Linked DNA regions of Mus musculus: region 1 is linked to region 2. Evidence: chromatin contacts called from public Micro-C data. All regions are on one chromosome and are shown on one strand. The core of a region is the stretch at or near the end of the contact, and the rest is flanking DNA. Distances in the headings are between cores, read along the strand shown. Region 1 holds the start of Adamts5 (a disintegrin-like and metallopeptidase (reprolysin type) with thrombospondin type 1 motif, 5 (aggrecanase-2)). Region 2 has its middle 35 kb from the start of 4930556C24Rik.

Evidence for each region. Hi-C and Micro-C count contacts between places; a contact is called where the count stands out from the background.
Region 1: a contact with region 2 is called in a Micro-C map of the G1E-ER4 cell line, with 2.3 times the contacts expected there. The contact joins the promoter of Adamts5 here to the enhancer-like site in region 2. A contact is called at or near these places in 1 of 39 promoter capture datasets (hippocampal neurons), 4 of 484 Hi-C or Micro-C datasets (the G1E-ER4 cell line, embryonic stem cells, epidermal suprabasal cells and 1 more) and 2 of 9 other capture datasets (adipose tissue and pancreatic islet).

What each region holds. Positions count from the first base shown.
Region 1 is chr16:85,899,653-85,903,046 of GRCm38.p6, forward strand. Adamts5 (a disintegrin-like and metallopeptidase (reprolysin type) with thrombospondin type 1 motif, 5 (aggrecanase-2)) reads right to left here and starts at 1,473. Exons shown (of 8, transcript NM_011782.2): 1 at 1-1,473. The coding sequence starts at 615. It overlaps Gm46558 (a long non-coding RNA gene), which reads left to right and starts at 148. Exons shown (of 3, transcript XR_001781962.2): 1 at 148-345; 2 at 1,179-3,394.
Region 2 is chr16:85,852,430-85,856,064 of GRCm38.p6, forward strand. No RefSeq gene overlaps it. Among named protein-coding and RNA genes, the nearest start is that of 4930556C24Rik, 35 kb to the left of the region's middle. Within about 2 kb of position 1,937, at least 1 of the 459 cell types and tissues checked has an H3K27ac peak or open chromatin away from gene starts, as enhancers often do. A contact at or near this core is called in the G1E-ER4 cell line, where this site is marked.

The sequences.
Region 1 (3,394 bases), core at 223-2,722, 47 kb after region 2:
TGGCGGCAGGGCCTCGAAGCTAAAGCCCTCGCGGTTGTAGACATGCAGGATGCGGGAAGATCCATCCCCATAAATTCGTTCATACTCTGCCCAGGACCCACGCAGGAGTGGCTTTAGAGTGTAGCGCGCATGCTTGACTGCAAAGAAGCCATCGAGACCCCCGCAGAGGTCAAAGACAGCTAGGGATCGAGGGCTGCCGTCCACGGTGCCTCTGTAGAAACAGTGACCCCGGTGGCCAGAGGATGCGCTCAGCCCTCCTCCTGCAGTAACGATGCTACCAGCAGCACCCACTGTGTCATCTCTCTCCAGGTCCAGCAGGAACCTCCGGCCGCCCGCGTAGACAAGGTAGCCCACTTTGCCACCGCCAGAGTAGAGTTGGTCTATATTCTGGACCAGCCCGCCGCTCCTGCGCTGCCCGGCCAAGGGTTGTAAATGGCCTCGCTCCCGTGTTTCCTCCCCCTGCGGCTGGTCCGGCTCGGCGGCCGCTGCTGCAGCCTGAGGCTGCCTGGTTTTATCCTGGGCAGGTGCCGCGGCGGGGCTGTCAGCGGCCAGGGACAGGCAGGACGCGCTCAGCAGCAGCAGTAGCAGCAACAAGGGCGCCCACTCGAGCCGCATAGTGCGCTGCCCGCCGGGAGGGGCTGCGCGACTGAGTCTAGCTGGATGCTTGCTATTTGCTATAGAAGTTTCAGGGGCGGGGGTGGGGGGCTCGCCCTCCCACCCACCCACCCACAGCCGCACACTCTACACACTGGCGTGCAAGGTTGAGTCAAGTGTCCAGGAAAGGGTAGGGGGAATCCGCAGCAGAGAGCCAGCCTGGCCTGGCACCGGTGCCACTGTGAGAACTTTTTCTTTGTTGGTTTGGAAAATGTTTGGAATGGAGGTCCAAGAGACGGAGGAAGAAAAATTTTAAATAAAATAAAAGAAAAAAAATTAAATAAAGGGTGGTGTTGGTGGGAGTAAAAGCCAAGAGGTGGAGAGCAACCAAATACAAAAAAGGAGAGAGGCCCAACGCAGACAAGATCTTTGCACAAACAGATCAAAACAAACGAGCTAAGAGAGTAAGAAGGGCGACCGCGCTGGCCCGCAACTGGTGCGCGTCCGCTCCCGCCCCCTCGAAGCCCGGGGCTGGCGGGCTGCAAAGCTTCCAAGCTCCGACCCACTTCCTTTCTTATTCTCAGGGCTTCCTCGGCTCCGCTGGAACCCGAAGGCAGGGAGAAATGAGACGGGAGAAAAGAAAAGGAAAGAAAGCAAGCAAAGGAAACACCTAAAAATGTTTAAAATCAAAAGCTAGGAGGCGGCCTGCGGAGAGCCAGCGAGGCGGCGCGTCCCGGTCCCTTCCGTTGCCGCGTCCTCCCGCCCGGGATCATCCCCAGTCGGCTGCTACGGGCGCGGAGAGCGGCTCAGGCGCTGTGAAGATGCGAGGAGGTGGGACAATGAATTTATAGCGGCGTGCCATCCTGCAATGGCAATTTCAACAATTCGTCACTGCACGCTGCCTCTTAAAGGGAGAGCTTCCCCCACCACTCCCACCCTTCCCGGTCCGCGCCTAATCTGATGGGGGAGGGAGCAGCGAGAGGAGGAGGGTGATCGAGGAAAGGCAGACCGGGAAGGAGGAAGGGGCCAGAACCTAGCAAGGTGGAAGGAGGGACAAAGGAGGGAGTAAGGGTGAGAAAGAGATTGAGAGAGAAAAAGTATTTGGGCAGAAAACAAGAAAATTCTCTTGGCCTCATTTAAAGCCACAGCAACTCCGGTTCTGTGTGGTATTTCACAACCAATCGGGGTTGGCTAACCTCGGCTTACCTCATCTCCTGAAGGGGTGTTTTGGTGTGTTTTTAAAGTCTCTCTCTGCCTCCTTCCCCTTGCTGTTCTTGAGCGGGATATGAAGTTCTTGCTTCATTTTGCCGGCCAGTGCGCTCTGGCCTTGTAGACCTGGTAACTTCACTGGTCAGGGCAGCCGCCTGTGCAACCCCAAGTCCCTCTCTCTTTTCCCTGGTTCTCTCCAGTCGGTCCCGGTAGCTGATTTCCAGCCTCCTCATCTCCTAGCTTGTTCACGTTCCAACACTTGCTGACTTCGGGCTAGGGGTGACTAACTTCTCCCGGCCATCAGCTGAGCAGCCAGGCAGCCACCGGTGCTTCCTGGCGCGTCTCTGGGCATGCAGCACTGCGGTGACCCCAACAGGGCCGGCTGCGGCCTGGGAAGTCCTTGGCTTTGTGTATAAATGGCGGTACTCCCAGCTTTTTTTCCAGGGCATAGTTGGTCAGTGCCCACAATCTGTCACTTATCCCAGCCACTGGAACTCTGAGCTGTAGGATGTCAGGGTGGGAAAGAGTTAACTCTTGAAGGGGAATCTGCACCCCCACCCCAGACTTTTACATTTGTGCTCACACTTTCTGGCAAACACTCCTTTGTTTGTTTACTTGCTACTCTTCTTATAAGTCAGCCACTCACTGTCAGCCCTCTCATTTTCAAAGCTCATATCCCAGGGAAGAATACTTGAGGGGAGGTGATTGGTGGTTATTAGTAGGCAGGTGGCATGGCCCCTGCTACTCAGTTCCTCCATCCTTTGTTTCCTCTAATTATCAATTCTAAGAAGGTGAAAGGAAACCCTAGTGACTTTCTCACAGCAAGTTGACCTGTGCCAGGGTCCAGTACTGGTCTCTGCACACACCCCGGGATAATTTACACATCTCCATCCCTTTTAACTCCACTCCTTCAGAGGAGAGCAGGCACACTTACATAGCTTTTTCAGATGATACATTCTCACGGAAGGTACCACGAGGGCCAAGACTGGAGAAGGCCAAACAACAGTTAAAGTAAAAGAGGGCATGGATTTGAGAGAGAACAAGGTGTGTGTGGGGTGGACGGGTGGAGGAGTCCGAGAGAGCCTGAATGGATCCTGAAATATATCGGGACATAGAAGGAGGATGCTGCTGAAAGCACTTGTGTTTCGATTCTCAAGATGCTCAGGTAGGTTTCCAGTAGTTAATATTACAAGGCAATGGGCAGGTAGTAAAGGCAGAGAATGGAGGCACCAGCAATCTTCTCTGTCTCCCAGCAACCTTCAGCTTTGTGATGACCCAAGTCACTCCAGGGAAGATTACCTGGTACCTATTTGTGTAGTAGTGGTCAGAGTAAGAATGGCCCCAATAAGGTCATATGAGGTCTCCAGTTGGCGGGAAAGTTTAGGAAGAATTCGGAGGCGCGGCTTTTTTAGAGGAGGTGCATCACTCAGGGGAATCAAGATGTGAGCTCTCAACTGGTCCTGCCATCATGGACTCAAACCCTCTGAAACTGTAAGCTCAAAAGACATTTTTAATTTTTATTATTTTATTTTGTCCTAATCATGTTATTTTTTGCCACAGCAATTGCTAAATAACCAAGATAAAACTTTAT
Region 2 (3,635 bases), core at 687-3,186:
ATCCTCTGCTACATATGCAGCTGGAACCATCCCTGTGTAATCTTTGTTGGTGGTTTAGTCCTTGGAGCTCTGGGGATACTGGCTGGTTCATATTGTTCCTCCTATGGGGCTGCAAACCCCTTCAGCTCCTTCAGTCCTTTCTCTAGCTCCTCCATTGGGGACCTTGTGCTCAGTCCAATGTTTGGCTGAGAGTATCCACCTCTGTATTTGTCAGGCACTGTCAGAGCCTCTCAGGAGACAGCTGTATCAGGCTCCTGTCAGCAAACACTTGTTGGCATCCACAATAATGTCTGGGTTTGGTGACTGTATATGGGATGGATTCCCCGTGTTAGGCAGTCTCTGGATGGCCTTGCCTTTAGTTTCTGCTCCACATTTTGTCTCCCTATCTCCTCCCATGGGTACTTTTTCCCCCATTTAAGAAGGACGGAAGTATTCATGCTTTGGTTTTCCTTCTTCTTGAGGTTAATTTGGTCTGTGAATTATATCTTGGGTATACTGAGATTCTGGGCTAATGTGCACTTATCAGTGAGTATATACCATGGGTGTTCTTTTGTGATTGGGTTACCTCACTAGTTCCATCCATTTGCCTAAGAATTTCATGAATGCATTGCTTTTAATAGCGAATTAGTATTCCATTGTGTAAATGTACCACATTTTCTGTATCCATTCCTCTGTTGAGGGACATCTGGGTTCTTTCCAGCTTCTGGCTATTATTAATAAGGCTGCTATGAACATAGTGGAGCATGTGTCCTTATTGCATGTTGGAGCACCTTCTGGGTATATGAGCAGGAGTGGTTTTGCTGGGTCTAGTACTATGCCCAATTTTCTGAGGAACCGCCAAACTGATTTCCAGGGTGGTTGTACCAGCTTGAAATCCCACCAGCAGTGGAGGAGTGCTCCTCTTTCTCCATATCCTCACCAGCATCTCCTGTCACCTGAGTTTTTGATCTTACCGATTCTGTCTGGTTTGAGGTGGAATCTCAGGGTTGTTTTGATTTGCATTTCCCTGATGACTAAGAGTGTTAAACATTTCTTTAGGTGCTTCTCAGCTATTCGGTATTTCTCAGTTGCGAATTCTTTGTTTAGCTCCGTACCCCATTTTGAAAAGGGTTCTTTGGTTCTTTGGAGCCTAACTTCTTGTGTTCTTTGTATAATGGGACCTCATGAAATTACAAAGTTTCTGTAAGGCAAAAGACACTGTCAATAGGACAAAATGGCAGCCAACAAATTTGGAAAAGATCTTTACCAACTCTACATCTGATAGAGCTCTAATATCCAATATATACAAAGATAGATTTTTAAAAAAATCATAGCCCATGTAGCAACAAATGGACTGTAATTCTAATGTAAGTAAAACTCCAATGAAAGATAAAGTCAGATTTTTAAAAAATGCACTGTTGATATGTTGAAAAAGCTGGTCTATAGAATGGTCTACTTGTTATAATGGTCTTGGGTCTGCTCGTGTTCCTCCATCATCGGGAACAGCCCCAGCTTGCCAATCACCCTGGGATTCTCTTCTATTTGTCTATGTAATAGACATCACAAGGAACTAATAAAGCAAGACCTACTCTTGTATTCCTTTATCTACTTAACAAAAGCCCTATCATGTTAGTCAAATTGGTTTTATATTACATAATATTGAAACCAGAATCTATGGTTCTACACCGTACCCAATAATGAGCCCCTCATGTGTGTGGGAAAATATTTATTTAATGGCACAGATAATGTGGTAAAATATTCAGAGAGACACAACAATAAGCATTAAAGATAATTTGGTGTCACGAGTATCTGTGCTTTCATTTCTAAACATTGTCCTTGTTTGTTATAATAGAAAAACTGCCCTTCAGACTATTTTCATGTCTTTGACCTTATCTGCCTCGACTCGCTGTAGGTCACACAGAAGATTGCAAGGTTAAGTACTGAATGCCTTGAGAATGCCTAACATGCGTGTATTAGTTTTCCAAGTCAAATTCTTCCTGCTTATTCCTGAAAAAGTAATCCCTTTTGCTACATGTGGCTTCTGAGACCATCCTTATGCTCTACGTGACCTTCTGTAGTTTCCTAACTATTTCCTTGAAACATTGTGGTTGCTCTCGATCTACCCAGAAAGCCCACTCTTTAGAGATTGTAAGGATATCTCCAGTCTAAAGAGCTTTCTGTTCATACTAAGATCGGTCCCTCTGACTGTTAGTTCCTGCCTTTAAAGGTACTGACAACAGATAATGATTACCTTAGGAATGCTCAGTATCACAGGCTACTTGGTATCGAATTGCCAGGGTAACGTCAATACTAGAATCTTCTGACTACATTATCAGGTCACAGAGATAAAGCACATTTATAATGTTCAGGAAGTGTTTGCTACAGGGCCTCAGGCAACAAAATGCTGAAGAAATTCCAGCCATATCATAACCGTTAAGTTTATGCTACCTTTAAGATTAATAGGAGCTTTTAAAAAATTTTTGGTGTATGTGTGTGTGTGTGTGTGTGGCGGGGGTAATTTCTTTAGAAGAAATTACTAAGGATAAGGTTTAAGAATATTACTACTTTTTCTTCTTAGTACTTTCAGTATTGCGTTTTTCCTTAATGACTTATTGATCACTGTGGATGAGAGTATTTCTCAACTCTCTTCAGATAAGCTTCCCTTTGGAGTAGATGCAGTTGATATAGAGGCATCTGGATAGTCAACATGTTGAAGTAAATGACTGCGGATTGCTCAGATTAAATGTGGGCATTCTTATAATATTCCTTTTCTGAAAGACTCAGGAATTTTCAGAGAAGAGAGTGCCAAAGGGTTGCAAATTCGAGAGGTGGTTGGCAACATCAAGAAAACAGTGTTTCCCAAGATAGGATGGATCCTGTGCACAGATGAACTCCTCACAGCACGCATAGGACATTCCCAAGCTCCAGACTGAGAAAATCCCAGCATGAAGCAGGAGAGGTGGTCATGACATCACATCGCTACTCACTGGAGAGCTCTTAGCATTTGATGACTGCATTGAAAGGAACAATCTGTTCGCTTTAATGATGGGACACCCAGGATTTGGACCACACACCAGGGCAAGCCTCACTCCTAAGACTAGCTAGGCAACACAAAATGGACTCAATGGGGAAAGAGGAGAAAAAAGTAGAGATGATGAAATCTCAAAATAGCATGAAGGGAATGGGGAAGGGCTGAGAGAGAGTATTGAGGAAGAGTGGAGGGACATGTGATTCAAATGCATTGTATGAAATTTACAAAGAATCAATAAAACTTTGAAGGAAAATTTCAGTATCATAACTCTAAAATACTGCTTGACATTGGAGGGAAATTCAGTTTTGTAATGTCCACATAGCATCAATGACTGCAGTTTTAAAAAGAATCAATGCGTACTGGAAAGTTAATTCATAAATTCTTATTAAATATGTAGGGCTTTGAGTAAATTTCTCTTAAGAATATAGGCTTAATTATAATTTCAACTCCTTAAGGCTATACTTGTAGTAAGTTTATGTATAACTGTAATCCAGTTATAATGCCAGCTTATGTTTTAATACTCGGTAGACTTTAGGAGATCCTACACTGACCAGATGTTACATGCCAAAGAGCTACTGTTTTAGCTAAGACACGAGATCTTGTCTGTGCCCTAACCGATGATGAA